Linked DNA regions of Rattus norvegicus: region 2 is linked to region 1. Evidence: chromatin contacts called from public Hi-C data. All regions are on one chromosome and are shown on one strand. The core of a region is the stretch at or near the end of the contact, and the rest is flanking DNA. Distances in the headings are between cores, read along the strand shown. Region 1 overlaps LOC120093818 (a long non-coding RNA gene). Region 2 holds the start of Apol2 (apolipoprotein L, 2).

The links. A called contact is a pair of places that touch in the nucleus more often than the background predicts.
Region 2: a Hi-C map of liver shows a contact between it and region 1, with 3 times the contacts expected there. The contact joins the promoter of Apol2 here to the enhancer-like site in region 1. A contact is called at or near these places in 5 of 12 Hi-C or Micro-C datasets (the A7r5 cell line, Schwann cells, hepatocytes and 2 more).

The regions. Positions count from the first base shown.
Region 1 is chr7:110,992,555-110,997,662 of GRCr8, forward strand. It overlaps LOC120093818 (a long non-coding RNA gene), which reads left to right. Exons shown (of 3, transcript XR_005487523.2): 3 at 2,070-2,665. Among named protein-coding and RNA genes, the nearest start is that of Apol9a, 33 kb to the right of the region's middle. Within about 2 kb of position 3,672, at least 63 of the 93 cell types and tissues checked have an H3K27ac peak or open chromatin away from gene starts, as enhancers often do. A contact at or near this core is called in the A7r5 cell line and liver, where this site is marked.
Region 2 is chr7:111,215,733-111,220,981 of GRCr8, forward strand. It overlaps Apol2 (apolipoprotein L, 2), which reads right to left and starts at 3,477. Exons shown (of 5, transcript XM_235465.10): 1 at 3,370-3,477; 2 at 2,984-3,159; 3 at 1,262-1,342; 4 at 836-962. The coding sequence starts at 3,047.

The sequences.
Region 1 (5,108 bases), core at 2,422-4,921:
TCTCCCTGAGTCTCCCGCACTCATGAACGGAGTCTTCTGAAAGCTCCGCCCTTATCTGCCCAGATCTTAGCTGTTCACCTGTGTTGTTACATAGCTTCTGTCACCTTTAGAAAGTGCCTCTTGCTCATTTCCTGCATCTCAGCTCCTTACCGCCTTGTGGACATTCCCCTCTGCCTCTTACTGGGAGGCAGAAGTGCCCCTCTGCTTCCTATTGGGAGGTGGAAGTGACCCTCTGCTTCCGATTGGGAGGCGGAAGTGCTCCTCTGCCTCCTACAGGGAGCCGGAAGTGCCCCTCTGCCTCCTACAGGGAGCCGGAAGTGCCCTTCTGCCTCCTTCAGGGAGATGGAAGTGCCCCTCTGTCTCTTGGATCTTGCACTTCGCTGAAGCTCCATCCGATTTACACATTTGACTTTTCTGATCTTTGCTGAGGAGCAGCTGGAGGCAGCCGCTGGAGTTGCCCAGTCCACTTGGCCTTTACACTACAGCCTTCCTTCTCGGAAGATCCATCCATTTCCCCTCTCAGTTAAAGTGCTACCCTCCAAGTCCCCAGATGAGTCGGACCTAGCATTTCGACAGCAACTCTAAAGTTTCTGAGTAAACCCCGCATCTCCCTGCTCCCCTGAGCAACTGGATAGAGGTCTTTTAAATTGGTCTTAGTTGCTGGGACTTAAAAATCCACCTGGAAGATTTCACTATTTCAAGGGTGATGGGACAGGACAGAGCTCGGATGAGTAGGACTCTGGTCCCCTTTGCTGTTTACTGTAGTTGCTGGGAGCTGCCACCCAGGGGCTGAGGCCAACATAGCAAACCCCCAGAGATCCCTGCCGAGGTCCGTGCTGGGCAAAGGGTGGCTCACTAGTCCATGGTCATCCATCTGAGAGGTGGGCCTCATTCTAGTTCCTTCTCAGAGAAGACAAAGGACAGAATCTGGGGAAGCGGGTAGAAGGGGAGTGGAGAGCGATCTATGTCCAGGGTCCCAGTTTGCTCTCTGTGACCAGAGAAAGCTTCTTGGGGAGGAAAGGGCTTACTGGGCTCACATATCTCAATCATAGTCCCTCCTAAGGGGGAGCCATGGCACAAACTCAAGGCAGGAACTTGAAGGCAGGAGCTGATGTAGACGCCGTGGCTGGCTCCCATGGCTTGCTCAGCCTGCTTTCTTATAGAACGCAGGACCACTTGCCTAGGACCACAGTGAGGTGATCCCTGCCACATTAGTCACTAATGGTGAAAATTCCCCAGACGCTTGCCTATGGACCAATTTGACAGAGGCAGTTCTCCAACTGAAGTCCTCTCTTCCCAGATAATCCTGGCTTGTGTCAAGCTGACAACAGACAGACAGACAGACAGACAGACAGACAGACAGACAGACAGACAGACAAACCAGGATACCCAGCAATTCCCAGTGCTAACAGCTGAAGGCCCTGAACCTCATACCTGAGTGGTCCCTCATTCTCAAACACGGTCAAGAGATTTTAAAATTATTTATGCATTTATGTTTTTAGCCAGTGTACTACTAATAGATTCCATAGATCCCATTTTGGCATTTTCAAACGTAATTTGTTTTTATTAAGCTCCTCCTTCTTCCCGTTACCCCCACTCACTCTTTTTTTTTAAAGATTTATTTATTATTTAATGTATATGCATACACTGTAGCTGTCTTCAGACACAGCAGAAGAGGGCATCAGTCCCACTATAGATGGTTGTGAGCCACCATGTGGTTGCTGGGAATTGAACTCAAGTCCTATGGAAGAGCAATCAGTGCTCTTAACCTCTGAGCCATCTCTCCAGCCCACCCCCACTCACTCTTAAACCTTTCCACCTCTTTCCTGTTTTAATGTCACAGGCATTCTACCCCCCCCCCCAGGAAAAACAGTCCCTGCTCATGGTATCCTTTCTAGTTTTCACGAGCTGTACTCACATTCATATCTGTACATGCACATACATGTACATAGCTACGCATGTACACACATGCGCACACACATGTATTAATAACTAGGATTTGACTATGAAAGACAACATGTGGTATTTGTCTTCCCGAGACTGAATTACCTCACTATAATAATTTCCAGATCCATCCGTTTTCCTGGAACTTTAAAAATAGAACCATCATATGACCCAGATATTCCACTCCCCGGCATGTACCCAGAGGACTCCATACCCTGCCACCGGGATGCTTTGCTGCTCTCTCTATTCACAGAAGTTGGGGAATAGAAGCAACCCAGATGCTCAACAACCGACGAATTGAAAGTGAGATGTAGCGTGTGTGTACACATGCGCGCGCAAGCACACGCACACACTCATACACATGGGATTTTATGCAGTAGCAGAGGTCTCACTGGTGTTTCCAGTGTGGGTCTGTAACAGAATTGAAAAAGTTAAGGAAGGAGAAACAACCATTACACTTACTAACACCTCCAGAAGCCTGAATGACAGAAGTACCTTTCCAAGCATAGCCTCTGAGAGCCGAACAGAGCGGCCTCTTTCCATCAGCCTCAAACCTTTGCCTTGTCTCAGTATCCACAGCTGCAGTCCCCACGTGAAGGCTGGTGTCCCCACATTGTCCCGTGGTCTCATTGCCTGGTCTGGGTGTGTGCGTGCGTCTTCTCAGCACACAAGTTACTCCCATGCAGGGAGGGAGGCTCCAAATACAGCCATGCTCCCTAAATTCTGTCCTGCACTGTCCTTGGTCTTGGGCATCTTGTGGCAATCAACACAGAGGACGAAATGAGATCAGTGTTAGGGAGCTTCAGCGGGGGCCGCTGGTGGAGATCTGTACCCCACTCTTGTGGAGGCTGAGGCAGGAGATTATGCACTCAAGACCCCTTCTTAAAATAGAGATAGGGATGGGGATGGGGGATAGAGAGAGAAGAAAGGAAGGAAGGAAGGAAGGAAGGAAGGAAGGGAGGGAGGGAGGGAGGGAGGGAGGGAGGGAGGGAGGGAGGGAGGGAGGGAGGGACTGAAGACAGTTCCGTAAGTTACTGTCTCCAGCCCAGTACAGAAACCCTTTGGTGTTTGGTCCTGCAGCAGAAACCGGCCTTGGAGCTTGGTGAGGCTTTCCCTGTGTCTCCTGGTATCATATATGGTTTTCTCCATGAAGCCATGTGGTAACCAGTTTATTCCGCCAGCTCCTCCTCCACCCGCCTTCTGCCAGATGCTAGCAGGGGAAAACTGAACCAGGAGGCTGGGGGTGGGGGTGGGGTGGAAGCAGGGAGGAATTGGGAAGAGCGGGCAGAGAAGCTAGAAGTCCTTGATACAGAAGAGCAAGGCTTTGTGAGAGCGTTAGGAGGAAGCAGGAGCTTCGGAGGCTCGGTCGTCTTGCTCGGACAGTGAATACAGCCACACAGCCGGCCCAGAGGCCGGCAGCTCCCGTCCCGTGCCAGGACTTGACAAAGGCAGAACCAGAGGGAGGAATGTCGGATTTCTCAACTAGTACATGGGGATGAAGAGGAAGCCCTCAAAAAGGTTCAGGTTTGCTGCCTGCCTTCTCAATTCATCATCCTGTAGTAGACTACGATGTCTACTGTGTCTTTGAGCTACGGGTCATGGCTCTAAAACCCCTTAAGGGTAATGGAATCTCTCCCTAGGAAACAAGGAAATCCTTAGAGGGAGAAGGCTGTGGAGCGAAGGCCTGGAGGGAGGCTCAGCCCTGCCGCGGAGAATCCTGGTCCCCCTGGGGACCTGCTTGAGCCAAAGCGTCTTTTAAGAAGTGTGTGGGCACCCTCGTGTGGACGCTTTGTTAGTACTATGCGCTTGCTTTCTAGCTCATTTTATTCCTGAGCGAAGTGTTTTCTAAGTCTGGTGGCGCTATTTTAGGAGACAGAACCTTTCCGGAGGTGGTCCTGGCTGACAGAGGCAAGTCACCTGGGTGGACCTTTGGAGGTTATCCCTGCCCCTTCCTTCTGGGCTGCAGTTTCGCTCTAATGTTTCATTCCTTTGGCTTCTCTAACTTCCTGGTGTCGCCCTTTCACTCCCACAGCTTCCCTCGTGCCCCCTCATGGGCTGTCGGAAAGAATCTGACTCTGTTACACATTCTGCGACATTGGAAGTCCCCATGCTCCTAACTCTTGTGTTTTCTGTGTGTGCAAAACCAACATGATAATGGTTGATATGCAGCTGGGTTTCCTTAAACCATGGCTGCACTGACCTCTGGGCAACTTCCCACAGCAAGTGAATCTTTTAGGTGGCCCTGGGGAAGCAATGTGTAGTAAGGCTGCGGGGCAAAGGTGCTGTTCATACGTTCACACAGGTGTGCAGTTACCTTCCTTCTTTAAAATGGAGTCTCCCAGGGCAAGCGGGGGGAAATCTGTTTTCAATAACAATACAAAGTCATTTAGTCATTGTACAGCCCAATCTTAACTCTCAACCTCCCAGCTAGCTACAATAGGCTTGCTTGTGCCACTAGGCCTGGCTAGGACATGCACAGTTTTTTGTTTTTTTTTTTTGTTTGTTTTTTGTTTGTTTTTTTTGTTTTTTTTCTTTCTTTTTTTTCTTTTTGGACTTCATTATTCAGTTTGGTACAGATTGGTTATAAAAGAATTTCCAAAGGCAGGTTGAAGAGATGGCTCAATGGTTCAGAGAATCTAGCTTCCACTCCTAGCACCCACACAGCGGCAGTTCACAACCATGTGTAATTCCAGTTCCAGGGGATCTGATGTGTCCAATGGCACTAGGCAAGGGTGGCATATATCTAGGCAAAACACCCATACATATAAAATTAAATTAATTAGAAAGACCAGGCATGGTGGAGCATGCCTTTAATCCTAGCACTCGGGAGGCAGAGGCAGAGGCAGAGGCAGAGGCAGAGGCAGGTAGAGCTTTGTGAGTTCGAGGCCAGCCTGGTCTACATAGTGAGTTCCAGGACACCCTGGGGTGTTAAGACAGAGAAACCCTGTCTCGAAACAAACGAAACCGAACAGAACAGAACCAAACCGAACAGAACCAAACAAAACCAAATAAAACCAACAAAAATCAAAAAGAAGAAAGAAATTAGAAAAAAAATTTCAATAGGGATATCTGAAGGAATTTGTTGAATCCCAATTCTGATCAAAAAGTCTAAGGCCTCTTTGGACGTGTAGCCTTTGATAGAGGAAATTACACTACTCTAGGAA
Region 2 (5,249 bases), core at 2,227-4,726, 220 kb after region 1:
AAGGACACTAAAAAAGGCGTAGAGGACCAGGGTTCGGTTCCCAGCACCCACATGGCAGCTCACACCTGTCTGTAACTCCAGTCCCAGGGGATCTGACGCCATCGCACAGACAGCCATGCAGAACAAAACACCAATGCACATAAAAAAAAATAAATCTCTTTTTAAAAAATTAAAATGAGCATAGATAAGATTGTGCTGGGTGTAAAAATAATTACAGGGGCTGGAGAGATGGCTCAGCAGTTAAGAGCACCGACTGCTCTTCCAGAGGTCCTGAGTTCAGTTCCCAGCCACCACATGGTGGCTCACAACCATCTGTAAAGAGATCCGATGCCCTCTTCTGGTGTATCTGCAGACAGCAACAGTGTTTCATGTTGAGATGTGAATCTCGCCCCCACAGTGTATCATAGTTGAATATATCTTAAAATCAGGAAAATCTAGGATCTGATTTCTGTACCCAGGCATTTTCTATATTAATGAGTGTTCAGTCTTTACCCTATGGTGTGCAGAAGGGGCTTTGGTGTCATTTCTGACCTCCAGGAAAGTAAGAAACCCCAGGTCAGCCTTAAGGACAGTGTGTGTGTGTGTGTGTGTGTGTGTGTGTGTGTGTGTGTGTGTGTGTGTGTGTGGCCCAGCCTTCGGATGCCTCTCAGTTTCACTGAGAGACACGGGCACATTCCCAAAGCACAGTTGTGGGTATATCCAGGAGGTGCTTTGGAGAGCACCACCCGTGTGAACAAGGGCACTGGGTGAGGAAGACACGAGGTGAATAAGGCTGCACCATCCACAGGCAGGGGACGAGAAGCCAGGAAGAGGGAAGTCCTTAACTGCAGGTGACCTGGACAACTCAGCCTCAGCCACAAAGGCCTCCCAGGCTCCATCTTCAGTCAGCAGCAGCTTCAGGTCGTCCCTGCCCGACGTGTGCTGCAGATACTCAGTGGCTTCCTCAATGAAGGTTCTGCTTGCTGGGTGGAGAGGAGAGGAGGTAGAAGGACAAATGGAGGAGCTTGAGTAACGCTAAGCATTGAGCCGGCTTCCCAGGCTGCCCTAGTCCCACCCGAGGAGGTGGGATTAGGAAGGAGGTGAGTCCCGCTGTACTCCCCAAGGACAGGGCCAGACACAGACCTCCCCTGTGGAGAGCTGGTGTTGGGAGAACACCTATAATGCCCCCTTGGGTCACCCCTGTGCTGTCCTCAATTTCTCTACACTCGGTATGGAGGTCCAGGCCACTGCAAGAAGAAGCCAGGGGAATATAAATAACTACCTGGAGAGTCCTCGCCATCTGAAGGGTCCATGGTGTCAAATGCAGGATCTCTGCCCCAAGCTGCAAGGAGGAGAAAACAAACTGCAACAGAGGGGGATCAGCTACAGAGAAGGCAAACACCTAAGCCCTGTAGCCCACTGTTCCCTCCACAGTGTCTGCCGTGGACCAGACATTACCCAAAGTGTTTCTCTTCCCTGTCGTCTGCAGACACCTGCTTGTCATCTAACTGTCCATCCCAAATCTGCCATTCCAGCCCAGGCAAAGGCACCTGTCCCATTGGGATCAGCTGATGATGCAGCTGTGGGAAGTAACTAACTTTGTATACAGAAGGCAAGAAGAGGGGGAATGCTCTGGCAGCCCTCTGAGGGTAGGAACACATGGGAACTAATGATAAGAACTGGTGTTTACAAGGCTAGCTAACACCCCCAGTCTGCATACCAGTGTTAGAGCCAGCATGTGAGCCCAAGCCGTTCTGAGGCGTGACCCCCTTGACTAAGCCTGGGTCCCTTAAACACTCCAGCAGGATATATCCTCCTGTTCCCGTGCAGTGTGCTGCTGATGCTTCCCATCAACAGCCACGCCTGTGCCCTCCAGGGGACAAGTTCACACTCCTTGCTTCTGCAGGATCCTGCATCTAACCAGGGCCTAGAAGCCTGCCACTCCCTGTCTCTGTTTTTGTACTTGCTCTGGGCTGCCCATCTACCATCCCTAACCATTGAACCTCAGGTCATAGCCATCCTTTATGTAAGTCACAGCACTAAGAACATTCTCCTTTAATAGAACTTTGCATTTCAGGTTACTTCCTCAAGAGGTCTGGTAAAATGGCACAGTAGGTGAGGGTGCTTGTGGCTAAGGCTGATGAGCAGAGTTCAATCCCAGACCCTTATAGTGGAAAGACAGAGTTCACTCTCACAAGTTGTCCTCTGGCTTACACACACATACACAAACACACACACACACACACACACACACACACACACACACACACACACACACACTTGAAAAATAAGTCTAGGCTGGTGTGGTGGCACATGCCTTTAATCCCAGCACTCTGGAAGCAGAGGCAAGTGGATCTCTAAATTTAAAGCCAGTCTGGTCAACATAACAAATTGGGGACCAGCCAGGGCTACACAGTAAGACTCTATTTCTAAAAACAAAAACAAAACAAATAAAAAAAGAGAAAAAGAAAGAAAGAAAAAATATTTTAAAAAATAAAAAGAAACTAGCTTACTTCCTAAGCAGAAAGCTAAAAGTAGTTCCATCCCACTGGTATGGTGGGTGTGGGCAATCAGTAAGAATTGTTTCTGGGGCTGGAGAGATGGCTCAGTGGTTAAGAGCACTGACTGCTCTTCCAGAGGTCCTGAGTTCAAATCCCAGCAACCACATGGTGGCTCACAACCATCTGTAATGGGATCCGATGCCCTCTTCTGGTGTATCTGAAGACAGCTACAGTGTACTTACATATAATAAATAAATCTTTAAAGAATTGGTTCTGGGGGTTGGGGATTTAGCTCAGCGGTAGAGCGCTTGCCTAGCAAGCGCAAGGCCCTGGGTTTGGTCCCCAGCTCCGAAAAAAAAAAAAGAAAAAAAAAAAAAGAATTGGTTCTGATGGTATTTTTCAGGCATAAAAAGGCCTGACAGAAACAGAGAGAGGCCTGCAAATGTCCCCCAAGTCACCAGATGAGATGAAGTGGCCTTTTCAAGTGCCTGTCCCTTTCCGACCTTCACTGCCATTTCCAATCCTGCCCAGCTCTGCATGCACACTTGGTACACCGAGGCACTCCATTACAGGGTTAACTACCACAGGGTTAACTTAACCAAGACTTGTCTGGCTCTCCCCACCTCTCTGGAGCTCTGGGAAGGCACCTACCAGCCGCCAGGACCAAGAACCCCAGTTCCTGCAAGAGCAACAAGGAGGAGAGTTTCTCAATGTCTTCTCAGAAGGTTCATCAATATTCTGTCCTTTCATAAGCAGATAAAATCTTCTTGCTCTGTTATTCTTGTCTTAGTGGTGACTACTCACTCCCCACCCCCAGGCAGAGAAGTTCATATGCAAAGAAAGCCCCCAGTCTCAATTCTTTGGCCCCTCAGTAAAGCCTTGCACTGACCTGGTCCCGTGCTGCTGTAGCCGGGTGCTAATATGGGCACAGTGGACCTCTTAACGCGGCTGTGACTCGGTTTATAGAAAGGCTGTTCCAGGAAGGACTACCCCGCCCTGCTTCTGGCCAGCTGTGCAGCCCTGATAGGAACCCTCTTCTTCCCAGCTGGAGCTCCAGCAATCAAGCAAAGCCCGACCCACCCCTTCTCAGGGCATCCTCAGGGTAGGGAGGGAGGAAGTGAAGACAGCTTGCTCCTTCTAAGGGGTCCCTGATGACCTTTCAGGGTCATGTTGAAGCCCCTCTAGCCAGAACTCCAGGCCTCAAGCCTGCTGCAGCCCCTCTGTCCTCCCTCCTTCCCTCCCAACCATCCAATTCTATCATACACCTTCAAGTGCATCCTGCCCCACTGACTGTGACACCTCCACGTCTTTGCTGTGACTGACCCTCTAGTGAGACTTTTCACACTCCACAGTGAGACACTTCTATTCTTCCTGACCCTTCATCTCCCCACAGTGGCTGTGGCACCTTCCTCCCACTGTAGAGACGCCAACCCCATCCCACAGGTGGGCAGTGGCCTTTGGGGTGTCAGCAGCACAAACGATGTGTCCATCAGTTGAAAACACAGGTTCTGGGGGTTGGGGATTTAGCTCAGTGGTAGAGCACTTGCCTAGCAAGCGCAAGGACCTGGGTTCGGTCCCGAGCTCCCAAAAAAAGAAAAAGAAAAAAGAAAGAAAGAAAGAAAGAAAGAAAGAAAGAAAGAAAGAAAGGAAGGAAGGAAGGAAGGAAGGAAGGAAGGAAGGAAGAAAGAAAGAAAGAAAGAAAGAAAGAAAGAAAGAAAGAAAGAAAGAAAGAAGGAAGAAGAAAGAAAGAAAGAAAACACAGGTTCCTGGTGGGCAGAGTGGAGATCAGTGCTGCCCCATTTACTCCGAGACTGAAGTACTAAGTGTGACCTTTAAAAGACACATTGGTGGCACAAACCTAGAACCCCAGCACTCAGGAAGCTTGGATGAAAAGGTTTAGAGCCAGACTGGACTATGTAGGGGAACTGGGATTTCTAGAGAGACACTGTCTCAAAAATAAAATAAAATAAAATAAAAATTAAAATAAAAAAAGGCTGTGAGTTAGTCTGCACCTCTGTGCACTCAGTCTCTCAAACCCATGGTCTACCCAGTGATCTTAGGATTACAGAGCTGGTATGGCTCTAGGGATAATGTTTGGCAATGTGTCCCTCTTAGTCCCCACACCTTATGTCCTTGCCTATCTGGACTCCCAGGACAGCTCCTGCTTTCTGATATGAGGAGTCAGGGGTGAGGTGATCCAGCTGATTAGTCTGGAGCCCTTGGCAAATCGCCCCACCACTGGGCCCTCAGTTTCCCCCACAGGACCTGAAACAGACTTGATGCTCAAAAGGAGGGTTAGATGAGAGCTCTTTGGGCTGTCTGCATCTCAGGAGCCAGACTTAGTCCCTGTCAGACAACCAGGGAGGCAGCACCAAGATTCAAACTGAGATAAACATTCTGACATGTGACACCCATAATCCCCCCTTTTTGCTTATAGTTATTTTGTGGTCTTTTTTTCCCTATAGTTTCCCTTCCATCAAGTCTTCCCCCTTTTCGAGAACTGACATTAATAGTAATTCTACAGCCAAACAAAACTACTTAAAGGTGCAGAACCAGGTGAATTCCCAGTATGAGCAGTGAGCAGTAATCAGGCTGGAATAGACCAGAACATGGTCTCTCCAACAGTCTTGGATGGAGCCACCTGGATGGGACTCACTTGGCAGGTTAGGGTACAGAGATCTTGAACCCTAGAGACTCCCCGACATCTGAAGATCTGCTACACAACAGCTCAATTTGACTGGTGGCATCCTAAGCAAGTCTCCCAGGATG